Regions from separate parts of the Ovis aries genome. Here region 2 is linked to region 1. A link is a contact called in public Hi-C data. All regions are on one chromosome and are shown on one strand. The core of a region is the stretch at or near the end of the contact, and the rest is flanking DNA. Distances in the headings are between cores, read along the strand shown. Region 1 has its middle 55 kb from the start of CCN6. Region 2 overlaps FYN (FYN proto-oncogene, Src family tyrosine kinase).

Region 1 (6,335 bases), core at 561-3,060:
GAGGAGAGGGCAAGCGTTTTAAAGGTCACCAATTAGGCAGTGCTTTACAATTGGAAGTACCTTTGGCAATTTGCTTTTTTCCTTTGTTATACTTCGGCCTGTGTCAGGAAGAGCAACGCACGCACTTGCGGGCTCCGGCCTCCTGACATACCTGCCCTGGGTGTGACCAAGCAGATTTCCCAGCCGCCGGAGCCTGCAGGTTCCTCCCACTGAGTGAAGAGAGGCGGTCAGCCCTTCCCCCACCCGCCTTCAACATGAGGTTGGAGCGTAATGAGCAGCGACCTCTAGTGTGTGGTTCCGGATTTGCGTTTGGCTAAGAGCACAGAATGAAAAGAGCAAAGATGGGAATTCTGAAATTCCCTGCAAACAAAGGCAAGACGGACGGTTTCCTCCTTGTTTTTCCCGGGTAGACAAGCTCAGGACGGAGGATTCGTTTCACTTGCATTAGCACACAGCCATCAGGTCTGTAGATGCTACTCAAAGAGTTACCTTTTTATTTCTCCAGCAGATTTCCTCCAAGTAGATCACCAGTACTTTTTTTTTTTTTTTAAGCCTTCTTGGTTGCTTTTAGAGTTCAGTCAGGTTAGCATCAACCTCTCTAACTGTGGAGAGTGTATACCTACTGGAGAGAGGGTTGAGCAGGGGAGGATCGGGATGGGGGGATGCTCAGAGAGGGGCGTCAGGCAGGGTCTGTGGGGAAACTCAGGGTCTCCAGCTCGGCCTTCCTCGGTGGCAGCGGCTCTCTGGGGGCGGCTGTCTCTCCATTTCTTCATCTGGCTATCGGCTATGGAAGACTTCCTTCCCCTGACCTGGTCCTTCCAATAACAGCCAGCGAGGTTCCTGCCCTCTCTCTCTCCTTTCCTTGTGTCCAGCCCTTCCCACCCTTCTGAAGCCGGGTTTTGAGTCTCAGGGGTGATGTTGAGGCCAAGTTAGCTCACAGGCTGATGGTGTTCGTTCCCTCTGAACAATGAGGTCAAAGGATGATCTCCAAACTCTTGTCAGGAGCCAGGAGGAGAGTGTTCAGAGAAAGGCTAAAATCACAGTGCCTGGTCCATGACTTTGCTGTTTTGCAATGGGAATAGGGGTTTGGGGTTTGGGGAGGGAATATATTTCCCTGTAACTTCAACCCACTGAAGGCTGTTACGTTCACAGGATGTTTTTACGATAAGAACTGGGTTTGCCTCCTGCATCGCCCCCACCCCCTGCCTTTTAACAAAACTTCGAAGTAGAAATGCTGCATTTTTATGACTGGTTTTACTTTTTCAGTTATTTATCTTTTACTGCGTTGGGTCTTAGTTGGTGCATGTGGGATCTTTTGTTGTTGTGGGCAGGCTCCAGAGCATGGGGGCTCTGTAGCTGTGGCCTGAGGACTTAGTTGATCCAAGGAATCTGTGATCTTAGTTCCTCAACCAGGGATCAGTCTGAGTCCCCTGCATGGGAAGGTGGGTTCTCAACCACTGGACCCCCAGAGAAGCTCCTTGGCTGCTGTTTTTAAAGCTGTGAGCACATCACTGTGCTTGAGCCTTCCTGGTTTCACGAGTGCTTCCTCCTCCCTGCACTTTTAGATCGCGGACCTAAGCAGATGCTTCAAGTAAGAGCCAATCTTACAGCTGACAAACCAGATCCTGGGCTCAGGTTGTCCCTGGCCCTGTGTGCTCCCTTAACATCACACTTATATGCCAGGATCGGGAGTGACAGAGGAGGGTGAGCCCGTGAACAGGAAGATAAAGGGAGTGGTGGGAATTACACATAGTCAGGGCCAGGGAAGCCTGTGAGAGCACTGGATCGGTTCAGCAAGTTTTCCCAGGTGGCCTGGCTAAGCCTGTGGCACAGCTTAGGAACAGGTTTGGGGCAAGAAGAAGGTCAGGCCAAGGGGGAGGGACATAGCGAAGAGGAAAGGTGGCTAAAGCTCCCTGGCCTTGGAAACAAACGATCAGCACCTTGGCTCTGTCTTTGGTGATGTGGAAAGCTGCTAGAATCCCAGCTCAAGAAGGGTAAGAAAAGTAAAATAAAAATGACGGCTCAATAAAAACAATATTACTCAGCCATAAAGAGGAATGAAACTGGGTCATTTGCAGAGGCGTGGATGGACCTGGAGTCTGTCACACAGAGCGAAGTAAGTCAGAAAGAGAAAAACAAATATTCTATATTAACACATGTATGTGGAATCTAGAAAAATGGTACAGATGATCCTAGTTTCAGGGCAAGAGTAGAGACACAGACGTAAAGAATGTATGTGTGGACACGGTGGGAAGAGGAGAGTGGGATGAATCGGGAAATTAGGTTGGACGTAAATACACCACCATGTGTGGAACCACAGCGGGTGGGAAGTTGCTGCATAACACCGGGAGCTCAGCTTGGCGCTCTCTGATGACGTGGATGGGTGGGAGGGAGGGGCCGTATGTATATTATAGCTGATTCATTTGTTGTACAGCAGAAAATAACACAACATTGTTGAGCAGCTATACTCCAATAAATAAAAAGAAAAAAAAACAAAAATGACACCAGTAGGGGAAGATAATTCTGGTTGAGGTGGCAAGGGTCAGTGCAGGAGGGTAGCAGATTTAGAGGGAAGAAGTCTGTGGTGGAGGATTGTCCCCATGGGAATTTATCAGTATCTCTTCTCAGGCTGTGACGGTACAAAAGAAAGGTAGGAGGACTCAATAGTAAGAGACGAAAGTGGCAGCAGGACTTGCTAATGAACTGGACTAATGAAGATTAGGAATGAACCAAAGATTTCTCAGAAGTTCTCTGTCATGGAATAGGCAAATGGTAGCATGGATGAAGGGAGCACTCAGGAAGGGCGGGCTTTTCCTGGAAGTAGATGGTGATCCAGGTAAGGGCTGCACCCTGCAAGCAGAGCCCCGCTGGAGAAAGGTCAGGCTCACTTTCAGTTCTCACTGTCCCCCTTCTACACCCCTCTGCCTTTGCCTGGCATGGTTGCCATTCATCCAAAATGCGTGTTGACCCAGCAGATACTAATGGCCTTCTCTCCTTCCTCAAACCTCCAAACCACCTTCTTCATCTCATGCTCCTTCCGGTTACCTGCAGGAGCAGGCGCAGGTAGTTTTGGTTCTCCCATGACTTATAACTCTTTGGAGGGGAGTGAATCATCTTACGTGTCCTTTCTCATAGTGTATGCTTGGCATGTCACTGAACACCTAAAGTGTTCTTTACATGCATCTGTCAGTCAGGGCTCTTCAGAGAACACACACACACAGACTTAAGAATTGGCTCACATGCTTGTGGGGTTCTGGAAAGTCCTAAATCTGTAGGGCAGGCAGCAGCTAGGAAACTCAGGCGGAAATAGATATTATAGTCTTGACAGCATTTCTTCTTTGAGAAGCCTGTTCTTGCTCTTAAGGCCTTCAGCTGATTGAACAAGACTCACCCACATTGTTTAGGGTCATCTCCTTAAGGTCAACTATTGTAGATGTTCACCACATCAACCAAATGCCTTCACAGAAACGCCTAGATTAGCATTTTATTGAATAACCAGATACCAAATTGACATATATTAAAATTAACCGTCATAGAGCATTTGTTAATGGAAGCATGTTGAAGCACCAGTCACAGCTCGTTTCTTTGCACTTTGCTTTATTGTGCTTTGGGCTTCCCTGAAAGCTCAGTTGGTAAAGAATCTGCCTGCAGGATTCTTTAGGAGACCCCAGTTCAATTCCTGAGTTGGGAAGATCCCCTGGAGAAGGGAAAGGCTACCCACTCCAGGATTCTGGCCTGGAGAATTCCATGGACTGTACAGTCCATGGGGTCGCAAAGAGTCGGACACGACCGAGTGACTTTCTCTTTCACTTCACTTATTGCGATTCATGTACACTGTGTGTTTTTTTTTGTTTGTTTGTTTTTGTTTTAACACATGGGAGGTTTTTGGGTAACCTGTGCCAAGCAACCCTATTGGTGCTATTTTTCCAACAGCATTTGCTCATTTTATGTCTCTCTTTCACATTTTGGTAATTCTCACCATATTTCAAACTTTTTATTATTATTATATTTGCTATAATAATAATATAATTATATAATAATTATCTATCTATCTATCTATATATGGGCTTCCTGGTGGCTCAGAGGTTAAAACATCTGCCTGCAATGCGGGAGACCCGGGTTCGATCCCTGGGTCAGGAAGATCCCCCGGAGAAGGAAATGGCAACCCATTCCAGTATTCCTGCCTGGAGAATCCCATGGACAGGGGAGCCTGGTGGGTTACAGTCCACAGGGTCACAAAGAGTCAGACACGACTGAGCAGCTTCACTCATATATGTATATAATTTGTGATCAGTGATCTTCGATTCTATTACTACAACTTAGCAATATTTTTCAATTAAAGTATGTACCTTTTTTTTGGCATAATGTTGTTGCACACTAAATGACCACAGTATAGTGTAAATGTTAACTTTTATATTCATTGAGAGACCAAGAAATTCGTGTGACTCATTTTATTGAAATATTTGCTTGACTGTGATGGTCTGGAACCAAACCTACAATATCGCTGAGGTCTGCCTATAACTCACTGTATAGGATTCAACAAAGTGGAGTCTTCAGAGAGAGAATGGAGAAGGATCACCGAGGGAACTTGACAAGATGCATCAAATCTCTGGGGTGTGCAGAGCAGAAAGCTACACCGTGCTCCTGGCCAACTGGCTCTCAAGAAATTTTACGAATCAGCGGGAACTTGCAAGATTCTGGCTGTTTGAGGATTAAAAGGAAGAGGTGGGGAGATCACTCTTGGAAGGTGCTGGAAATATTTCAGTGCAAAAGAGTGGGGTGGGCTTGGGGAGAAATGAGGAAAGACAGAAGCAAGGGAAGAGAGAGAAGGGGGGTGGGAAGGAAGGGAGAGAGAAGAGGGGGAGAGAGAGGAGGAGGAAGAAAGGAGAGGCAGGGAGGGGAGAGACAGGGCAGAGTTTCAAGTCGCTGTTTGTTGTCTGTGACTAAGCGAAACTGAGGTTAAATTTAAGTGGCTTCAAAATTAGAAAGAAATTTTGTCTTCTTAAACTGATAGAAACTAGTGAGAGACTCTGGAAATGTGAGAATAAAGTCAATAGGAACCCGAGAAAAGCAAAGCAGATGCTCTAGTGAGGAGAAGGAGCTTTTGACAGATTTTCAGATGACAAAAAGCCAATTTTTATCTGGAAATTGTTTTTTTTTTTTTTTCAAGTAAATTTGTGTAGATAAGACCTTGCAGGAGTTAAAGAAAAAGAAAAAAACCCAAACAATTAGAAAAGCCAAACAAAACCGCTTACAGCAGAAATCCAGATATCTGCTGCAAAACAATTAGTATTAGCATTGCTGCAGCATTCCCGAAATAGATGAGCTTCACCATTAGCCTTCTGTGAATTCAAGCAAAGAGGCATCATTATCCAAATTATATGCCTGGAGAAGGGGGCTTCTGCACCAAGATGAACTTGTGAAAAGACCGTTTAAACTGAAGGCAATTTTGTCTGTCTGTAATTTGTACTATTCCCCTTGCTATCATTGAAGATATTTGTGCTTGAGCAAATTTCTCACTCTCAATCTGATTTCTCCTTTTCCTTAATCCAACCATGAAGTCATAAAATCCCCTGTTTGGGACAATATGATTTGCTGCCATGGAAACAATTACAATATCATAAATTTATCTTGCCCTGTGATATCAAAGAGGAAAAGCAATGATACTAACATTTTGCTGTTAAATAGTGCCACTCATTCAGCAGTCACTGGCTGTAAATATCATCGATTTGCAGATGGGGAAAACTGAAGCCAGGAGCTCTCAGGCTTGGGTCTAAAACTCCTGAATTTTAGACTGTGGCAAGAATGCCCAGCTCTTTCTGATTCCCACCCAGAGAAGCAGTTAAGGGGCCAGACTCTTGGTCTCCATGCCTCTTTTTGGATGAGGGTGGAAAACCGCCTCCTCTCCCAGTGCCTGTAGTTTACCAACTGTTCCCAATTATGAGAGTATTGGATGGAAGCTAGTTTGATAAAATATATAAATGAAAAGCCTTTGGCAGTTGCCACAGTAGTGAAAACATTTATATACATAGGAATAAGAAAGAGGTTCTGAAAAGTGCATTAAAAAATAGCACTCATATCCAGCCCAGCCTTGGCCTGACACTCCTCAAGTCTTATCTATATGCTCATTCTCTTGGTTCCTTGCCATCTGTGGATTTACCTAGAAGCTAATGGCACTTGAACTTCAGGGCTCCTCACATGTATAGACTCTTTTCAAGGCTCTGGGATTGTGTGTTGTGTTCACTAGGCAGACTTTTTAAACAGATCTGCACTCCTACTTCCTCTTGTGTTGCGTGTTGTTGACATTTTGGGTTCCTGGTAAAAGGAGGTGAGCT
Region 2 (7,237 bases), core at 1,100-3,599, 280 kb before region 1:
CAGCCACTGGCAATATAGCAATGACAAAAATGGAATGAAACAAATAGTAAGCTCCTTGGAAGCAGCGATTATTCTTCAGTTTTTCTTTCATTATTGCATCCCCAGGGCCCAGAACAGTGCCTGAAACACAGCAGGTACTCAATAAGTTATGTGTTACATGATTAAATGCAGAAACCCGAAACTCAATCAGAATCGTTTTGGAGAAAATTCTCTTTTCTAGAAGGGACAGCTCCCTTACCCCTTCACATGCTTGCAATTTTGCATAAGAAATGTTTCTGCTCGGATCTTGCTTATCCCCTTCACTGCGCTGACAAACATGAAGAAAAGGAAATAAATCAGGAAACGCAGGTTCAAGTCATTCAAAGCTACATTTCAATGAAAATATTTGTATAAGAACTTGTGGTCGTCTTCTTCCCACTTGAGGTGGTCAGACTAACCATTTCCTGATGAAAGGGGTCAGAAGATGCTATGAGTTGTACTGAGTGTGCCTTCAGGCTCCTTGCCATGAAGAAAAGTTCTTAGCATTCAGGTTACAATAAAAACATCCTTATTATGTACAGTTCTGTAGTATGGCTTTTACGGCCCATGCTGTGCATCCATCGTGAACATATAAAGCACTAATACACTAGCTCAAGACCTGTGCGGCACTGGGAAATGCTGAATAATGCCATTCGAAAGTGGGGCCCCAGGAGTCCTCTGATCAGTAAATCATATGTCATGACCACTGTCCTCCGCACATCACCAGGCCTAGAAAAACTGATGCACAGCGCTTTGACCAGCAGGATCCTGTACCTGTGGTCAGGGTATTCATTAGAGCTGTGAAGACCCCTATTCTCCAATCCTTCTGCAAATAGACGGGCTCTGCTTCTACTATATAAGTAAAACCTGATTTACTTAAAGTTTCCTTAGTCTTGCAGGTGCTCTCACATGTGCCGTAAGAGCATGAAACAATGGGCAGAAATCACTAAAGAAAGAATTATCCCAGGACTTCCACGCCCCCTTCCTATGAGAGTGATGGATATCAACCATCACATGGGTGGCCTCAGAGTCCTTTTTCACATAGCCCTTGAGTGGTTGACAGAAGCTGACACGAAGGATGGAATCTATCCGCTACTCTGGGCACAGGCTACTTTGGTCTAGCACGAGTCTGGTGGAATGTACGTTCCCTCCGCTGATGCCACAGAACCCGGTCTGGTTGGCTAGGTGTACGTTAAACACAGATTTGTCCACATTTCCTCATATGCCAATCAATGAAGCAACACCTGTATGCCCAGGTTATACCACAGCAGGACTTGTAAGATTTCAGGCGTGTGAGCTAAGTACCAGAAAAGGAAAAAAGCCACTGGCGGTCTTCTGCAAAAAGCAAATTATTTTCTCTTGAGACACACAAATAGGATAGCAGGAGGAGGAAGGGGAAACTGACAACAATTTCAACAATGTAAGCACTTTGCCTGAGAAACCAACCGAGGTGGGTGTGGAGAAGAGAAGAGCTCTCAGACGTAAGTGCCAGCAAGGCTCTTGACAGCCCAGACTCTGCAGAGTGACAGGAAGAACACACTGGCCTGGGCGCTGATGTGGCATGATTCCTGGGGCTCTCATTCACCATCTCTTCAGCTGCTCCCTGCTCTACCTGGGTGGGTATCACGAGGAAAGTGAAAGAATGGGAAAGGGAACTAAACTAAGAACCTGGAAACCAAACACCAGTAACTGAGCTGGGGACAGCTGGAAAGGTATGCAAAGCTCAGCTGCACACTGACTGTACAGCTGCATCGACTTCTCTGGGGAAAAGCAAAAACTGGCAGCTTCACAACCAAACGCCCTTTTCTAGTCAACAGTAATAGTGAGGCAAATGGATAAGATGTGGCAGAGTCACGCGAAAAATGGACTGATTTCAGGACAGAAGACTCATGGCAGGGAACTCTCGATCCTTGCAAGACTGGAAATACCCACAAGAATCAACCTGAGGTATACTTCTGTGTCCTCGACGGGGAAGCTACTCCCCTGAGAGTCTGGGGAAGGCTGTCCTTAGCTTTCCCCACGGAACAGCTGGAAGCAGGACATTGAGAGGCAGAGGAGGGCCTCACTGGCAGCAGTGGCAGTTGGGCCACAGTATCTGTCTCTCCAGTGTCTCAGCGTTTTCAAATCTTTTACGATACGGCTCTCCTCTCTGTGGGACCCTGGGTCCTGACCCCCTGCGGGCAGTGCAGGCAGGGCTGTCTAATGGGGACAGCCAGGACAGAGGGACCAGGGATGCCTGGGGAGGCTGGAGAGAGATCAGGGCCACACTCAACCCTTTCTGAAGCACAAACACTCCCCGAAGCAGGGAAAAGGTCACAGCTGGGATGGCATTTTAGAGATGTAAATACTTGAGGTCTGAACCACACACAGCACTGGTGCTGGGTCCAGCCAGTGCCTGAAGCCCAGTTATGAAAAATGAACACAAAAGACCATGCCAGTGAGGGAAAATCCTCTTTTTGCTGCCAACTCGAAGGCAGGCGTGAAGTACCTGCCTTGTTGAAAAGGTGTTGCAGAACTCTAAGGTGTGCCCAAGATTCCCACCTCCTGTAGATAAGCCCTGGATAGTCCCTGGGACTTGTGGATGATGGAATCATGGCTCCTGTGTTTAGGTTCTCGTATTTTGCACAGTTGATTTTAACTGAAGAGGGATTATCCTAGATAGACCTGACATCATCATGTGAGCCCTTGTAGGGAACTGGCTTTTTTTTTTTTTTTTTTTTTGAGAAGTAGATTCAAAGTGTGAAAGGCATTTCATGGGAGGGATATTTTCCACTGCTAGCTTTGAAGACAGGAGTTATGTGGCCAGGAATATGGGTGGCCTCTAGGAGCTGAGAACAGCCCCCACCTGGCAGATTGCAAAGAAATGGGGACCTCAGTCCTACAACCACAAGGAACTACTGAGTTGGGTCAAGAAGCCTAAAAAACTTGGAAATGAATTCTTCCCCATTCAAGACTCCAGGTGAGAATGCTATTAGCCGATACACTGATTTCAGCCTTGCAAGCGGAGAGAGCAGCCACATTGTGTCTGGACTTGTGACTCAAAACTGTTAGCTGATAAATGGGCGTTGTTTTAAATCAGGAAGTTTGTCATAATTAGTTACAGGGCAACAGAAAACAAATGCTTATTATATTTTGGTGGGATGGGGCATCACAGAGATGAAGGCTCCCAATCTCAGCAGTGATGACCACTATCAAATGAAGGTGCACAGCAAGCCAGGTGCTGTGCTAGGTACTGGAATGTGTCTTCTCACTAAATTTCCATGACAACCCTAAGATGGAGGATTGCTATTTGCTCTCACTGTACAATGGAGGACCAGAGAAGTTTGGGAATTTGTCCACAGCTCAGGCAGGGGTGGGGATGGGATTTGAAGCCAGACAGGCTGACTTCCTGGTCAGCCCATGGAGCCTCTACACTAGTCTTGCCTCCTGCCCCATGGAATCTAGGTCAGTCCATGCAAGGGTGTGGGCACCAGGGTGGGAGGTGCGGAGGGAGAGACTGGTGGAGAAGGTCCCTGACTCCACAGAACCCAACCTCATGTGCATGACTAATGGATGCCCTGATTTCACGGACTGGGCTCCGCTCCTCCAGATCCCCAGCCTACCCCCCGAGACAGCGGGCTCAGCAAGGGTGCTGGTACTAAGCCAGGTATGGTGAGTCACCAGCTTCCTTGATGTGGTTTGGCATCTTAATGAACGTTTGTGCCAATGACATTAGAGCAGCCCTTAGTTTCCTGATACTTCCTAGACATGGCAGGATATTTATAGATACCAGAAAGGAGTCAGCACTGGGTTCCTTAGTGTAAAACAGAGCTGTCCTACTGCACTGAAAACATGATGCGCTTTACATTATGTAAACTTTCTGGAACATGTTGACTGCATAAACTGAGCTATACACATGTAATGCTTCCTCCAAGCACAACAATAACAGATTTCTACTCTAGGGAGCCCTCAGAGCAAGAGACCCCCCACCAAACACAGGGGATAAAATAATACTATGTCTTTGTGGTGAGAAGAAGTGAAAGCAGGAACATCTAAAGGCAGAAGCTGCCACAGGCAACAGCAGCAGAACCAGAGCCTATGGAAAATCAAGTTAAAACTTTGATTCAGAAATAAAAGAGGGGCAGTTGGACTCATCGGATCACTGATGCTCGGCTCTGCAACAATGGCCTTTGGAGGGTGAGGAGGAAGGACCTTGCTCCATACCACAGAGCAAGGGAACTGAATAGAAATCACTCTTAAAATGTCACATTATTTTAAGAAAAAGCCACATTCCTGGCACCTAGAACATCTGCTGGCTTCCTCTTTCTGGCTTGTCCTGTTCAAATGACCCTCAGGCTGCTCAGTTCAGTTCAGTCACTCAGTAGTGTCCGACTCTTTGCAACCCCATGAATCGCAACACGCCAGACCTCCCTGTCCATCACCAATTCCTGGAGTTCACTTAGACTCATGTCCATCGAGTCAGTGATGCCATCCAGCCATCTCATCCTCTGTCATCCCCTTCTCCTCCTGCCCCCAATCCCTCCCAGCATCACAGTCTTTTCCAATGAGTCAACTCTTCTCATGAGGTGGCCAAAGTACTGGAGTTTCAGCTTCAGCATCATTCCTTCCAAAAGAAATCCCAGGGCTGATCTCCTTTAGAATGGACTGGTTGGATCTCCTTGCAGTCAAAGGGACTCTCAAGAGTCTTCTCCAACACCACAGTTCAAAAGCATCAATTCTTCGGTGCTCAGCTTTCTTCACAGTCCAACTCTCACATCCATACATGACCACTGGAAAAACTATAGCCTTGACTAGATGGACCTTTGTTGGCAGAGTAATGTCTCTGCTTTTCAATATGCTATCTAGGTTGGTCATAACTTTTCTTCCAAGGAGTAAGCGTCTTTTAATTTCATGGCTGCAGTCACCATCTGCAGTGATTTTGGAGGCCCCAAAAATAAAGTCTGACACTGTTTCCACTGTTTCCCCATCTATTTCCCATGAAGTGATGGGACCAGATGCCGTGATCTTCGTTTTCTGAATGTTGAGCTTGAAGCCAACTTTTTCACTCTCCTCTTTCACTTTCATCAAGAGGCTTTTAGTTCCTCTTCACTTTCTGCCATAAGGGTGGTGTCATCTCCATATCTGAGGTTATTGATATTTCTCCTGGCAATCTGGATTCCAGCTTGTGCTTCTTCCAGCCCAGCGTTTCTCATGATGTACTCTGAATATAAGTTATATAAGCAGGGTGACAATATACAGCCTTGACATACTCCTTTTCCTATTTGGAACCAGTCTGTTGGTCCATGTCCAGTTCTAACTGTTGCTTCCTGACCTGCACATAGGTTTCTCAAGAGGCAGGTCAGGTGGTCTGGTATTCCCATCTCTCTCAGATTTTTCCACAGTTTATTGTGATCCACATAGTCAAAGGCTTTGGCATAGTCAATAAAGCAGAAATAGATATTTTCTGGAACTCTCTTGCTTTTTCCATGATCCAGCGGATGTTGGCAATTTGATCTCTGGTTCCTCTGCCTTTTCTAAAACCAGCCTGAACATCTGGAAGTTCATGGTTCATGTATTGCTGAAGCCTGGCGTGGAGAATTTTGAGCATTACTTTACTAGATTGTGAGATGAGTGCAATTGTGCGATAGTTTGAACATTCTTTGGCATTGCCTTTTTTTGGGATTGGAATGAAATCTGACCTTTTCCAGTCCTGTGGCCACTGCTGAGTTTTCCAAACTTGCTGGCCTATTGAGTGCAGCACTTTCATAGCATCATCTTTCAGGATTTGAAATAGCTCAGCTGGAATTTCATCACCTCCACTAGCTTTGTTGGTAGTGATGCTTTCTAAGCCCCACTTGACTTCACATTCCAGGATGTCTGGCTCTAGGTGAGTGATCACACCATCATGATTATCTTGGTTGTGAAGATCTTTTTTATACAGTTCGTCTGTGTATTCTTGCCACCTCTTCTTAATATCTTCTGTTTCTGTGAGGTCCATACCATTTCTGTCCTTTATTGAGCCCATCTTTGCATGAAATGTTCCCTTGGTATCTCTAATTTTCTTGAAGAGATCTCTAGTCTTTCCCATTCTGTTGTTTTCCTCTATTTCTTTGCATTGATCGCTGAGGAAGGCTTTCTTATCTCTTCTTGCTATTCTTTGGAACTCTGCATTCAGATGCTTATATCTTTCCTTTTCTCCTTTGCTTTTCACTTCTCTTCTTTTCACAGCTATTTGTAAGGCCTCCCCAGACAGCCATTTTGCTTTTTTGCATTTCTTTTCCATGGGGATGGTCTTGATCCCTGTCTCCTGGACAATGTCACAAACCTCAGTTCATAGTTCATCAGGCACTCTATCTATCAGATCTAGGCCCTTAAATCTATTTCTCACTTTCACTGTATAATCATAAGGGATTTGATTTAGGTCATACCTGAATGGTCTAGCGGTTTTCCCTACTTTCTTCAATTTAAGTCTGAATTTGGCAATAAAAAGTTCATGATCTGAGCCACAGTCAGCTCCCAGTCTTGTTTTTGTTGACTGTATAGAGCTTCTCTATATTTGGCTGCAAAGAATATAATCAATCTGATTTCGTTGTTGACCATCTGGTGATGTCCATGTGTAGAGTCTTCTCTTGTGTTGTTGGAAGAGGGTGTTTGCTATGACCAGTGCATTTTCTTGGCAAAACTCTATTAGTCTTTGCCCTGCTTCATTCCGTATTCCAAGGCCAAATTTGCCTGTTACTCCAGGTGTTTCTTGACTTCCTACTTTTGCATTCCAGTCCCCTATAATGAAAAGGACATCTTTTTTGGGTGTTAGTTCTAAAAGGTCTTGTAGGTGTTCATAGAACCATTCAACCTCTTCAGCATTACTGGTTGGGGCATATCTTTGGATTACTGTGATATTGAATGGTTTGCCTTGGAAACGAACAGAGATCATTCTGTCATTTTGAGACTGCATCCAAGTACTGCATTTCAGACTCTTTTGTTGACCATGATAGCTACTCCATTTCTTCTAAGGGATTCCTGTCCACAGTAGTAGATATAATGGTCATCTGAGTTAAATTCACCCATTCCAGTCCATTTTAGTTCGCTTATTCCTAGAATGTCGATGGTCACTCTTGCCATTTCCTGTTTGACCACTTCCAATTTGCGTTGATTCATGGACCTGACATTCCAGGTTCCTATGCAATATTGCTCTTTACAGCATCGGACCTTGCTTATATCACCAGTCACATCTACAGCT

What was found. Hi-C and Micro-C count contacts between places; a contact is called where the count stands out from the background.
Region 2: a Hi-C map of muscle shows a contact between it and region 1, with 5 times the contacts expected there. The contact joins two enhancer-like sites. A contact is called at or near these places in 8 of 16 Hi-C or Micro-C datasets (blood, hypothalamus, liver and 4 more).

The regions. Positions count from the first base shown.
Region 1 is chr8:25,751,031-25,757,365 of ARS-UI_Ramb_v3.0, reverse strand. No RefSeq gene overlaps it. Among named protein-coding and RNA genes, the nearest start is that of CCN6, 55 kb to the right of the region's middle. Within about 2 kb of position 1,810, at least 6 of the 54 cell types and tissues checked have an H3K27ac peak or open chromatin away from gene starts, as enhancers often do.
Region 2 is chr8:26,032,628-26,039,864 of ARS-UI_Ramb_v3.0, reverse strand. All of the region lies in intron 3 of FYN (FYN proto-oncogene, Src family tyrosine kinase), which reads right to left. Among named protein-coding and RNA genes, the nearest start is that of TRAF3IP2, 100 kb to the left of the region's middle. Within about 2 kb of position 2,349, at least 12 of the 54 cell types and tissues checked have an H3K27ac peak or open chromatin away from gene starts, as enhancers often do.